Linked DNA regions of Columba livia: region 1 is linked to region 2. A link is a contact called in public Hi-C data. All regions are on one chromosome and are shown on one strand. The core of a region is the stretch at or near the end of the contact, and the rest is flanking DNA. Distances in the headings are between cores, read along the strand shown.

The links. A called contact is a pair of places that touch in the nucleus more often than the background predicts.
Region 1: a contact with region 2 is called in a Hi-C map of liver, with 1.6 times the contacts expected there. The contact joins two enhancer-like sites. A contact is called at or near these places in 2 of 2 Hi-C or Micro-C datasets (crop and liver).

The regions. Positions count from the first base shown.
Region 1 is chr2:68,715,645-68,721,841 of bColLiv1.pat.W.v2, reverse strand. The region is part of intron 8 of ATXN1 (ataxin 1); the gene reads left to right. Among named protein-coding and RNA genes, the nearest start is that of STMND1, 140 kb to the left of the region's middle. Within about 2 kb of position 1,906, at least 1 of the 3 cell types and tissues checked has an H3K27ac peak away from gene starts, as active enhancers do.
Region 2 is chr2:68,666,021-68,672,588 of bColLiv1.pat.W.v2, reverse strand. ATXN1 (ataxin 1) reads left to right here. Exons shown (of 12, transcript XM_065052371.1): 9 at 3,082-3,200. Among named protein-coding and RNA genes, the nearest start is that of STMND1, 190 kb to the left of the region's middle. Within about 2 kb of position 2,233, at least 1 of the 3 cell types and tissues checked has an H3K27ac peak away from gene starts, as active enhancers do.

The DNA.
Region 1 (6,197 bases), core at 657-3,156, 50 kb before region 2:
TGCTGTCCCACGTGCTGTAACTTGTTGGTGTCACTTTAAAGCACGGTCTTTCGGATATTAGAGTAGTATATCAGAGAGACGGAGAACTTCTAGGTGCTGGGGGCTGAAGGCGGTGAGATGACTCGCTGCGACATTTGGCTGTGTATGAGCCTCAGCATCCGTGTGCACCCTCCTCCCGCCCTCCCCTCAGCTGTGTGTGTTGAGCAGGGTCATACTGGTGGGTTTTGCCATGCCTTGGTGCCAGAGGTGTGGTTTTGGGTCACAGTTAGCCCTCAGTACCAGGGGTATGGTTTTGGTTGAAAGTTAGCCCGAGTGGCAGCGTCTGGGTTTGAGTGTGTTAGCTGAAGAGTTCTTCCTGGTGAAATGCTGCGATGGAGGCAACCCCCAAGTCTGAAAAATCCTTCTTTATTTTCTGATCAGTTACTTAGCAGCGATCAACCCATTTTGGGACTAGCTGCAAACCTGACTTAAGGATTTATTGAGTCACTCTTTGCTCTATAAAAAGTGCAAATGTTGAAATGTTTCTCACTCATATTGGAGCGTGGTTGTGACTGTTACCACATTTTTGTTTGTCAGGTACCCACGCGTGAAGGCCCTTGTAGTTTTGTAAATGTAGCATTTCTGTGAGGCCAGCTACTTAGAGAAAGTTAGTCTTTAACGGAGAAGAATAATTTCAAAAAGCTGGCCTTAATCCTCCTTTCCCATTCTGGGAATTTTTATGCTAGTGAACATTTTCTCATTGGTGCTGTTCCTTTTCAGTGCTAAGTGTAGTAACTGAGTAGAGAGTGATTTTTCAAACTAGTATGATAGTAAAAGTGTTTCTCCTCTTCCTTAGCCCCTGAGCTCATCCCCTACCTGTTACTGTGTCATGTTAAGAGCTTTCCCCAGATACTCTTGACAGCAAGTAGATCCAGAATGGTTTGAAAATTCAGTGTATACAAGAGGGAAAAAAATCCTAGTAGATAAATGTACTAGAAGAAGTTGTAAGTTTATTCTCCATCTACCACTAGTGGTTAAAAACCCATAGCACGAATCATATGTAATACATTTTTATTTACAGATTAGTAGGCTCTACTCTGACATATGACTAACAGGGAAGCCCCTCCCTTTAACAGTTGTATGTCATCTGCTTCAGAGAACTAATTACTTGGCAATTCCCATTTGATAATTCCCTCTTTATTTTCTGATGAGTTACTTAACAGTGATGAGCTTGTTGAGCAGAATACCGTGCTTAATCTGTGCTTCAGAAACTACAGTGCAGGCCTGGGGATATCATTGTATTCTAAATGCTGTTTAGCCTTGCCATAGGAGCACTGAAACCGCACTAAGACATGTTAACAGCTCACAGTTAATGGTAAGCTTAACGTGAGGGATGCAGCATTTGACAAAAAATAAAAGAGGGGTTTAGATTAGTGTTGCACTGCAAACAGGATGTTAAATACTTCATTTCTCCAAAAAAAACCCAACCCCAAACCCTAGCATAATTTAGACGTCAAGAAGCAGAAGCTTGTGTCAGGGATATCTCCTGTGTATCAGTTCTCCTCTCCACTGAAATAATAATTTAAAGGAAATGTTATTATTAAAAAAAAAAACCCACTGTTTCTTGTAATACCTGTTTGACAGTTCAGCTGATACTGATAGTTGTTGTATTAATATGAGTTATTATATTTAAATAGATTATCACTGTGTTTTCTCCACTGTTACCTGTTCGATTTGTTTTGTTTTGTTTTTAATTCTTCCCCAGTCCCTTTTCACATTCTTTTACTCTAGTGGCCACAGCAACCCTTGTTTCTAGCCAGGGAATGCATTACAAGTCTCGCTGCTAATTACAACATCCCAGTGTTCCCAGAGGGTACCTGCGTTCAGCGACGCTCAGCTGCAGCGCCAGCCGAGGGGATTTATGGGGTGAAGTGACCTCAGGCTGCTCATGGTAGTCCTGGGAGAGGTCAAAGTCAGTCTCTCCTGCAGATCAGGAGTCAGATGGGTCCTGTTCAGACCCAGCATCTCTGAAATTCAGCTGTGTGAAACCGTGCTGTTTGAATTTGATTAAAATCTTGTTGTTGGCTTCAGTAGAGGCAGGTTTGTGGATCAGCTGCAGTCCCTTTGACTAGCTGGTGGCATTATCCCATAGATGCTGCTACCTGAAGAATTGCATTTTGGCCAAGCTGGTGCTGTAAGCTGAGAACTGGGCTTTCTCCTACTTGAGTAAGAAGTGGTAGTATTTTGTGTATTAGCCCACATGACATTGCATCATCAGGCTTGCTGATTTATTAGATATTTACAGTGATATCTTTTGGCCAGTACTGAAGCTGTGTCACAGGCTTGTTTTATCAATGAGAAAAACGCATTTTTACATAGTTACATGTGTTTTTTGTAAAATTAATCAGAGGAACAGTAATTTATGAAACACAGAATTCAGAACAGATTAATCTGCTTTAATTGTGTTCATGAAGTACACCAGCTATAAAATCTTTTGAAAAGAATATTAATCAAGTTGATCAAAGATGGCCTAAAGTACAGAATTTGAATATGAACACAGTTGCTTTCTATCTGTCTGTATTTTTGCTGTAGCTTGGGTGATTGCTTTTAATTTTTTTTTAATACAAAAATAAGTTATATTTTGCTTCTTGGATTTTTTTTCTTTCTACAAAATGTGTCATGTTTTAAAAGAAAAGATACAAGAAGGTAAAAGATAAAATTTTGATTTTTTTTATAAAATACAGTTAAGTAAGGAGGATAGTAAAATAAACCAAAAACAAACAGAAGGTCATTGAACCATTTTTCTGTTTTTTTGTGGTTTTTTTTAAATTTATTTTTGATCCTGTTTATTTTTTTTTAATGACTCAAGATATCTCAGGTTGTGCTGTTATATGCGTTGCTGAAAACAAATCTTGCATAAGAATCAGTAAAGGAATATGACTGTGAGCAGAATGCCTCACCTGCCATCTGAAAGGTTCACTTACACACCTGGGAGTTGTCCTTGGCAGATCATTCTACAGACCATCATAGCTGTTGTGGAGGGACCTGTATCCTGAGCAGCGGTGTCAGATTCATTTTACAGAGGCAGCCAAATTGCTGCTGGATGGTGAATCGGCCTGGTCTTCACCCACCTGCCCAGAGGTGGTGTGTCTGCCTGTGGATTGCCCAAACCACCTTCTGTCCACCTTCCGCTTCAGACCTAGTAGCATTTCCCCAAAGACTGGCTCAGGCAGCATTGCCTGTGACTTCAGAAGAGATTGTGCCCAAGGACTACAGATTTGGCTCAGGACTATTTCTTGCCTCAACAAACGGAGGCAATGTTCTTATTAATTGAGATTGAACTTTTGAGTAAAATGTTTGGGCCCAGAGATGCTGATACAGATATTTCTGTCAATATTTGTGCAAGTAAAAAGAGTACCGTATGAATATTGTGAGCGTGGTCATTCAGTTAATACAAGATTTTAACTTCATACTAATGGCTTAAGAGTTGAACATCTAGTTTAAAACCAACTCATTAACATATGGTAGAGATTGCTGATAACTGCTGTTGTCTCCCTGACACCCAAATGAAACTGTACCTTACCCTGTACTTTATTACAAATAAGAGAACTAACATCCTAGATTTTGTATTTCCTTCCTCTGGATTCTCTTTCCCTTTTTCTCCACCAGCTACCCTGATGCGAGTTAGCCTGACTCTGTTGTGAGCAACACTTGATGATGAAGTAGTCAAAGATGAACTAGTAGATCTGGTCAAATGCTTCTTCCTTTGCATCTCCTGGTTTGTAGAACTGTGAAGCTGTTTCACCTCTTTGGTTAGGTCTTGTCTATCTCCTCTGTGAATCAGGGATGATTTTCAAATTTCCTGCTACCAGTCTTCCTAAATTTTCTTGGATCTCTGCTGTGATCTGGCCTGATATTTTTATTATTAATGATACAGCCTTGGAAATCACTTGTGATTTCCTTTGTGAACTTGACAGCTGATGAATTAAATTGTGGGGAGGTAAGTGACACAGCATTGCAGTCTCTGTAATATGTTTTGGGGTCTGTGTTCTATTTTATGGGGAAAGAGGATGATGATGGATCTTATGGACCAATAATCTATAGTTTAAAATTGCACTATGGGTTTGGGTAGATGTGTTAAATATTGACTTAAAATATATGTGATACTACAATACTGGAAGGAATGAAGAAGGAGTAAAAATCTGTATATTGTTCCATATTTGCACAAGGTGACAGAGTAACTCAGTCCCGGTGCCTGGTCTTCATCTGTGAGAATGATACAAACCAGTATGAGTACGTCCTACCACTTATTGGCCAGTTTATTTTGATTGCAGCTCAGCAGCAGCTTCAGGGGGAATACAGTGTGTAGGGACTGAGTGAATTAAAGTAATTCCTGAGTGGAAGTATGACATTTGTTACATGACACTACAATTCAGGTGTTATTATCTGTTAGAGTACAGCCAGAAAGGGCCCTAAGGAAAATTGAGGTGGGTAGAAGAAGGTTTATAGTAAGCATCTGAAATACATTAAACAGCAGCAGTCAAGTACACCCCTGTTACCTAAGGAGTCAAGCTTGTTGAATGTCACGTTGGCTGTATGGAATGGAAGAAATGCAAACTAAGACACGCTTCTGCTACGTGTGCAGCTCTGCTCCGAAGCGCGTTCGTCTGAGCTGTCAGCTGGCTGGCTGTGGCGTTTGGTGCTGTTTGTACAGCTGAGCCAGAGTGTCTCTGTGAAACCACTATTGCTGTGCAGCCTCTGCTGCAGCAACCAGGTTTTTGTCATAGCATAGTTTGGGTTGTAAGGGACCTTCAAAGGTCATCCAGTCCAACTCCCCTGCAATGAGCAGGGCCATCTTCAACTAGATCAGGTTGCTTGGAGCCCCCTCCAGCCTGGCCTGGGATGTCTCCAGGGATGGGGCATCTACCACCTCTCTGGGCAACCTGGGCCAGTGTTTTACTACCCTCATTGTAAAACATTTCTTCCTCATGTCTAGTGTGAATATCCCTTCCTTTAGTTTAAAACCATTACCCCTTGTCCTGTTGGAACAGATTCTGCTAAAAAGGCTGTCCCCATCTTTCTTGTAGGCCCCTTTTAAGTACTGAAAGGCCGCAATAAAGTCTCCCTGGAACCTTCTCTTCTCCAGGCTGAACAACCCCAACTCTCTCAGCCTGTCCTCACAGGAGAGGTGTTCCAGCCCTCTGATCATCTTGGTGGCCTCCTGTGGCCTCTTTCCAACAGTTTCATGTCTTTCCTGTGCTCAGGGCTCCAGATCTGGACACAGGACTCCAGGTGGGGTCTCACCAGAGCAGAGCAGAGGGGCAGAATCACCTCCTTTGACTTGCTGACCACTCTCTTTTTGGTGCAGCCCTGGGTACGGTTGGCTTTCTGGGCTGCAAGTGCATTGCTGGCTCATGTCCAGGCTTTCATCCACCAGTATCCCCAAGTCCTCCTCCGCAGGGCTGCTCTCAAGCCCTTCATCCCCCAGCCTGTATTGATACTGGGGGCTGCCCTGACCCAGGTACAGGACCTTGCACTTGGCCTTGTTTAACCTCGTGAGGTTCACATGGGCTCACTTTTTGAGCTTGTCCAGGTCCCTCTGGATGGCACCCTGTCCTTCAGGTGTGGAGCTGCACCACTCAGCTTGGTGCCATCCGCAAACTTGCTGAGGGTGCAACTCAATCCCACTGTGTATGTAATTGATGAAGATATTAAACAGTATTGGTCCCTATATGGACCCCTGAGGGACACCACTTGGCACTGCTGTCCATGCACTACTCTCTGGGTACAACCGTCCAGTCATTTCCTCATCCACCAAACAGTCCACCCATCAAATCCATGCCTCTCCAATTTAGAGAGAGGGGTGTTGTGGGGGGACCATGTCAAAGGCTTTACAGAATTCCGGATAGATGACATCTATAGCCCTTCCTTTGTCCACTGATTTAGTTACTCCATCATAGAAGGCCACTAGGTTGGTCAGGTTATGCTCCTTACTTTGTTTAATGTGAAGTTTGCATGTTATGTGTCACACCGAGGGGCTCACCCCAAGGCATTGGTGGAATAAGGGGTCTGGTTCGCACCTCTGTTACTTACTTGGATGGTCTAAATGGAGCCACACAGGTGTAAATGTGGTGTGACAGAGTGTGTGATCTGGCCTGGGGTCTCCAGGGGATGTCAGGGCCCTCTGGGCTGGGAGATGTTGTCGGCAGGTCAGCATT
Region 2 (6,568 bases), core at 984-3,483:
TTGCATTCATTTCTCCAGAAGGGGGAGAGTGGAGTAGGATGCTGGGAGGAATGTGTCTAAATCAGGACTGTCCTTCCTCCCTGACTTGAGTCCAGACGCTACAGAGAAAAATCAAGACATTTAGAAATGGGCTGTCAAATCTACTCATATGTGATTTTTGCCAAGTCCAGCATATTTGACTGTTGAATGAGGCTTTGTATATGTGACTGAGTAGTTCTGTATTGAGTTCACAGTTGTTTTTGAAACCATTCAGGTTACTGAGCAAATACCAGAAATGCACAGAGGTGCAAGCCACGAGTAGATAGGGTCTGCAGGAAAAGCACACGTGCATGTGGCAGACCTGCCACTGCTTTCTGATTGTGAAATTTGGCTCACGGTAGGAAAAAAAAAAAAGCAGAACCAGTTTGGTTTGAAGTATGTTTGTTACACTGGATCTTTAGTGTTTTATCATCTGCTGTATAAATTGCTACCTTTTTTTTAGAAAACCAAACATTTCCTTCATCACAGTTAAATATATTTTAATTTGGCAAACCTTGGTTTGCTGCTCCTGTTTCTATAAGGATCAGATGGGTAATGGAAGCTGTACAGCAAATTAATGTATGCTACTCGAGATAGTAAAATGCAGGGCTACAATAGGCCTTTTTTCAGCAGCTGTAAAGCTGTTATGTCACTACAGTGAATCCATTCAGTCTCCCCCACGCTTGCTGGGAGCACCCAGGAGAAGGGAGTCGTACTAGTGAAATGACTATCCAGCAAAACAATCTGAGGGACGTGCTGATGACTCACTCCTTGTTTTGTTTCACAGGGTCTTTTTCTGCGGATGTGATGTTTCAGCCCCACATGAGTTAAGAGATCTTTAACTTTGTCCACGTTACCAGATTATCCACTAAATCAGCGTGGGTGTTGCATTCCTCACGTCAGCCCTCTGAGATGGGGGAATACTGTTATTTTTGCTGTAGAGGAAAGGGAAACTGAGGCACAGGAAAATTTGGGTTAAGTGACAATGTGCATTAGTAGCCAAACTCTTATACTTTAGTTGCACTGTAGAAGCTTGAGTGTCATTCAGAGCTATTTCAGCCCTTCAGGAAGTGTCCTGTAGCATTTGCCCATAGGTCATGCAAAAAGCCTAGAGAATAGCTGGGAATCTGTCCCTCAAACAACATTGTTTGTCTCTTTAATCAGAGCATTAAAAATCTAAATATGTGAGAACAGGAGGAATTTATGCCGATTTTGATTTTAAAATAGAATCCCTGGGCACCTTGTATTTGAGTCAGGGAAAAAAAACGAGAGGCAGAACCTAGTTGATTCAGCAGGGTGACACTCCATAAAATAATCCCTTTAACACTTTTGCTTAAATTAAGAATGGTTCCTAGGTGGCATGAGTCATGGATGGAGTGTCCTCATTTCACGCTGAACTTCCAGCCTTCTGTGGATTTGTGTCACTGCTTCAGAGGGCTGTGCCCTCTTCCTGCAAGTCTGCAGGCTTGGCTGTTGCAACCTTTACTCACGTGGAGTGAGAGCAGGCTCCTCGAAGCAGGCAGCAACACCACGTAAGTGAGAACAAGCACGGCGGAGTGGGGGAGCAGGGTCGTTTAAATGGAGTATTTTGGATTTGTTTCTACTGTGAGCAGCTTTGGGGAGTGGTGACGTAGGCGCAGCCTCTGTGCACATGTCAAGGGAAGCCCATTTTCCCCTTTATTTGTGTGTTGGTCTTTGCTCTGAGTTTTACGTTGTGCTTTCTCCGGCAGGGTGTGTAGAAATAAACTGTGATGTAGAAAGCTGTAATTTCTGTATTTCTGACTGCTTTTGGAAAAGTTGTATTTTCTGAAGTACCTACAGCCACAGAAGGCTGTGGATAATGTCTCTATTTCTTAAAAGCAATGGAACATATTATTCAGAGCTGTCTGTCTGTCCTAACTGAGGAAGAAAACCAAAGTAGTCTGGCTTACATGTACACAAGGTCAAATCTTGCTCTTTGCCGTGTTGTCAAAGTTTGTTGGCTTCAGTGGCGGTAGTCACAGGTGTAGCCCCGGGAACGATTTGCCTTTCAGGCTTTTTACAGTGCAGGAATGAATATCGTTGTTGATCCTCAAAATTGTTTGTAGAGAAATAACTGGGATGCCTGTAATCCGGAGGGGCCGCGCAAATGCCAGACCGCTCTCTCAGAGGGAAAGTGAACTCTGCACTGGCTGGCAGCGTTTGCTTCTGGTAGCCAGGGGATTTTCCTGCTGCCAGAGCCTGATTTTGGAGGCTTCTGTGCCTGACCAGCTCCTGGCCTGCCTTGCTGCAGGTACGGGAGAGGGAGGAGGGCGAAACAGGGGGTGGTGAGAAAGTGTTGTGGTGGCAGCACTCGCTGAACATTTGAAACCCTTCAGACCTTTTTTGGCGATGGTGGAGAATGTCAAAATTGATTGTGTTAGAGGCCTGCCAGTTTCTCTTACTCATTGGCCTGGTCGCTCCTCCTCCCTTCCTTCCTCTCTCCTCAGCTGGGCTGGGTTTTGTGGTGCTAACGCTGCGTTGCTGCTCCAGCACGGCTACTACTTCCCCCATGCTGCTACTACAGAAATACTACAGTAACTCAGGGAAGATTTAGGGAGTTGGCCGTATACATATTATTAGTGGTAATAACAGTGGTAGTAATAATAATCAAACCGACGATTGCTCCCCCGTTTAACAGTTTGATACTTTACACAATGAATTTTCTTCTGATTTGTATCTCAGGGCTTTCTTCGCTTCTCACCTTCATAAATTTGTAGAATCTAGTGTATACTGGATTGTGCTTTTCAATGGATACTTTGTAGTGTGCTGTCATGCAGATTTTAAAAATAACATGTTTTTGAGTGGTCTAAAATAGTTGGGATTTGGTGTTTGTTTTTGTTGTGGGTTTTTTGTGTGGTTTTTTTTTTAGGTACAACCCACAGAAGAGTGTTCATGCTGCTTCTGCTGGGGAGAGTTATCACACTTGCTTTAAATAATGAAATATACATTGCAGAAAGGTCAGGGATTTCCCCTGAGCCACCCACCAATCACTTGAACTGACATTTTCATTCTGAGTGTTTTCTTGTTTTGTTTTTGTTTAAGATCCTGGAGCACAGGGAAAGAGTTTTAATGCAAAACATCAGAAAAAGGCTGCAACATCTCCTGTGAGAGAGGGGGAAAAAGATCTACAATTGCATGTTGGAACACTCATATGATTTGAGGTAAGTGACTGGAGGGTCTCGTCATAAGTTACAGGCAGTTTGTAATTAAATTAATCATTATTTACCTCAGACTGTCGTGATGTTTCTGTCAAAAGCAATAAAAGCAGATGGGAGAGGGAAGGAGAGAACTTTAATAGCAAACCCAGAAACAGCAGTAAAAATATGTAATGCACTTACCTTTTGAAAATGGGCCCCATGAGGTCCAATTCTGAAAACAGGCAATCATTCTAACATTTATAAGGGTTAAACCCTGTTTAAACTAATGAGGCTGATCTCCCTGAAAGTTAGGTATGTGCCTGAATATTTCCAAATTTGGAATCTCTATCATATGGGAACTCTGCAGAAGAAAGCTATTGAAGAATGTACAGCGCACAACCACAAAAATGCATATACAATTCTGTTACTGTTGGTGATAATGTCATGAGTAATCTGATTTTACAGCATTCTTAACTGATATTTTTGTATTAAATACACAGTTCTCATTTTTATGTTTAAGCACCTCATTGAAATACCAAAGTGCTTAACAGAGCCTGTAAATTCTACAGCAGCTTTAGTAATACGTCTGCCTTAATTGCTTCATCAGTGTGTCTTGAACAAGTAGAATTAAATGTATAAAGAAAGTAATGACCCCTTTCATAACAAGAGTTGCAAATTACGCTGGATATTTGAATAGCAGCCGAACTAAGAGTTCCTTGACTGAGGCCAAATTGTGTTGTCCTGACTTTGTTTGTTTTAAATAAAGGCAATAGTGAGTTGCAGGGAAAATCTCACCTTTTCCCTCTAGTCTTCTTTTTTTTTTTTGTTTTCATCGCTCATTAGGAAAGAATGACCTCCGAGTCTCTTTTGTCTAGTAAAGAGAATATGTTATAGTTGTAAAACTTAGAACCACTGAAGTTGCTGCATAAATGAAACTTAAAAACCACCAGTCTCTTTTTTAAACAAAAAAATCAACCTATTTACTCTGTTCTGTCCCATAAGTGTGCTGAAGGAGACAAAATTACTGTAAGAAACTTGCAGAATCAAAAAGACCCACATAACATGGAAGAAGCAGGGGATACAGTCCCACAAACCTGCAGAATATCAAAACCCTGGGCTGGTGGCATTTGCAGACATTTGTTACTTACCAGGTTTCAGAAGAGAGGAGAGCATAGCTGGCCCCTGGTGACTGCTCTGTATTTGCTTTGTAGGAACAGAGCTATTAAGTTTCTTTTGAAATCAACAGGCTCGCTGCAGGGAGCTAAATATTTCCTTTCTGGTCAGTGGACAAGAGCCATTGCTTGGGAAATTGTAATAGTCCTGTAGGCATTTGTACTGATTTATCCTAAAAGTTCCAAACTTTTACAAATCAGCGTAGCCAACTCCTTTGCCTGTGCAGGTCTTGCTCTAGGGACTGTGAGCCCAAACATGAGTACAAGACTCTTTCAGTAGGAATCTGAGGCGATTTCTGTAGTTGTGAAATGAGGTATTAATGCAAATCTGTTTGAAAATGCTGCTCTACAGCCTTCAGGGGCTCTGGTCCTTACCCTCCCCTCTCTGCACCCGCCCCTGTGGTTCAGGTGGGGAATTACTTTCCTTTCTGGAGCGAGCCCTCGTCCAGGTGTAGGGTGACAGTCCTGGCCAAACGGGTGGGAGAGAGAGAGGTGCCCCACAGTGACCCACATGTGATTGCGTTCAGCCCACCTCTGCTTTCTCTCCATCCCACTCTTCTGGTGGCACCCAGTCCTTTTCAGCTCTGCAGAGCATAAATCAAAATACTTTTATTCCTGTCTTTTTTCATTGACGTCAGACAAGGATAACGTGTGTGATTTTCCTTTCACAGCTGCCTTCTTGTTGCTCTCAGAGGAGGCGCATGTTGAAGTTCAGGGGAAGGTATCTTTGTAGCATCTCTGTGGCCTTTATAATCATTCGATCAGCTCTCTGCAGTCACAAAATTGTTTAATCTTGTTTAGTTTTCTTTGTATTGGAGGGTGCAGGAGCTCATTGGCTGATCATTAAAGAAAGGGAGATTTCCTTGGTGGCAAGAGAAGCTTTTTAATATCTGTTAAATTGTACCACTACTCCTGCCCTTTCTTGATTCTTTTTTTTTTAATGCCACCTTTTATGTGCCTGGAAAAGGTCCTGTGGTATGTGCCAGGGAGTTACGTGGGCGCTGAGCTGAGCGGGCAGAGGGACCGACCTTCTCTTGCCTTGTATTTTTCGCAGGGAGTGAATACAGGGGACTGAGCCTGCCCGGGTTAAACACATGCCTGTTATATTTTGCCTTTCTCTGCTCTTCTTTCAGCTGTCAGCATGCCATGTTCAGACGGCAGTGATCAGTCACAAATTGTCCCTTGTCCATGCTCTTCAGCTCTTCTAAAGCATTAGTTTAGTGGAGTTCTTCAACAAAGATGGCACTGGTTCGAATGTTTCTTTTTCTTTTTTTGTGTGTGTTATTTTTTTTTCCTTTCTTCCCTCTGGCTAATGGAAAAAGAGGTTGTTTGTTTGTTTGTGTTTTCTCCTCAAGTCATCTGCATTAGTTCCCAAAGCAACTTGTGTTAAGTGGAAATGAGGCTTTGATAATATGTTTGCTTGCTGGAGACTCGCTTAGATTTTTTTCTTCCCCCCCCCTGCCCAGTATATGGATCTTTTCAGTGGGGCGCCTCTATTGTGAATCAGAAAGAAAGTGCACGGGCTGCCAGGCACATAATGGAATTGTTCATTTGTTTCTGTAAGTATGTGTGAGCCTTTGTAAAGAGGAGGCGGTGGGGGCAGAGAGTGGAGACCTGCGCTGCAGGGAGCCGGGAGCGTGCAGTGGCACAGCCTGGGGCACCGTTATGGTGACATGTGGCTGTGCCCACTCTGCTCAGTGCTGGTGGGCATTACCTGGGGCTTCTGCTGCTTAGCACATCGTGTAAAAATGCGTGAAGCTTAGGTGGCCATTGATTATGCTGGCTGTTAAGCGCATAAGGCAAAATATTGGAAAGATGTAATATTTCCAACACTTTCCTTAAACCATGTGCATTGGCTTTCAAAAGAGTGATGTAAATATGAACCATGCCAATACTGTGCTTCCTCACTGTGAGGCTATTTATTATAAAGGACGTATGGTGTAAGTCATTTTACTATGGAGTAGATAAGAGTGTGAACTAAAGCCTTGGATCCAAGCCCACCAGCAGCTTTGCAAAAGGCAGGATCCAGATCTGAAGTCAGTGGTTCACACAGTTTCTAGTAGACAGTGGTTTTGACTTACTCCATAAAATGGGAGTAGCCAGAACTTTTAAATTGAGGCTTTTAAACAAGTTCTTGCCATTTTCTCACCCACTGTTCACCTCTGCTTTAGAAGATTACTGTAAAAGCACACCAGCCATTTTCTCCAAGTCACTGTGGCC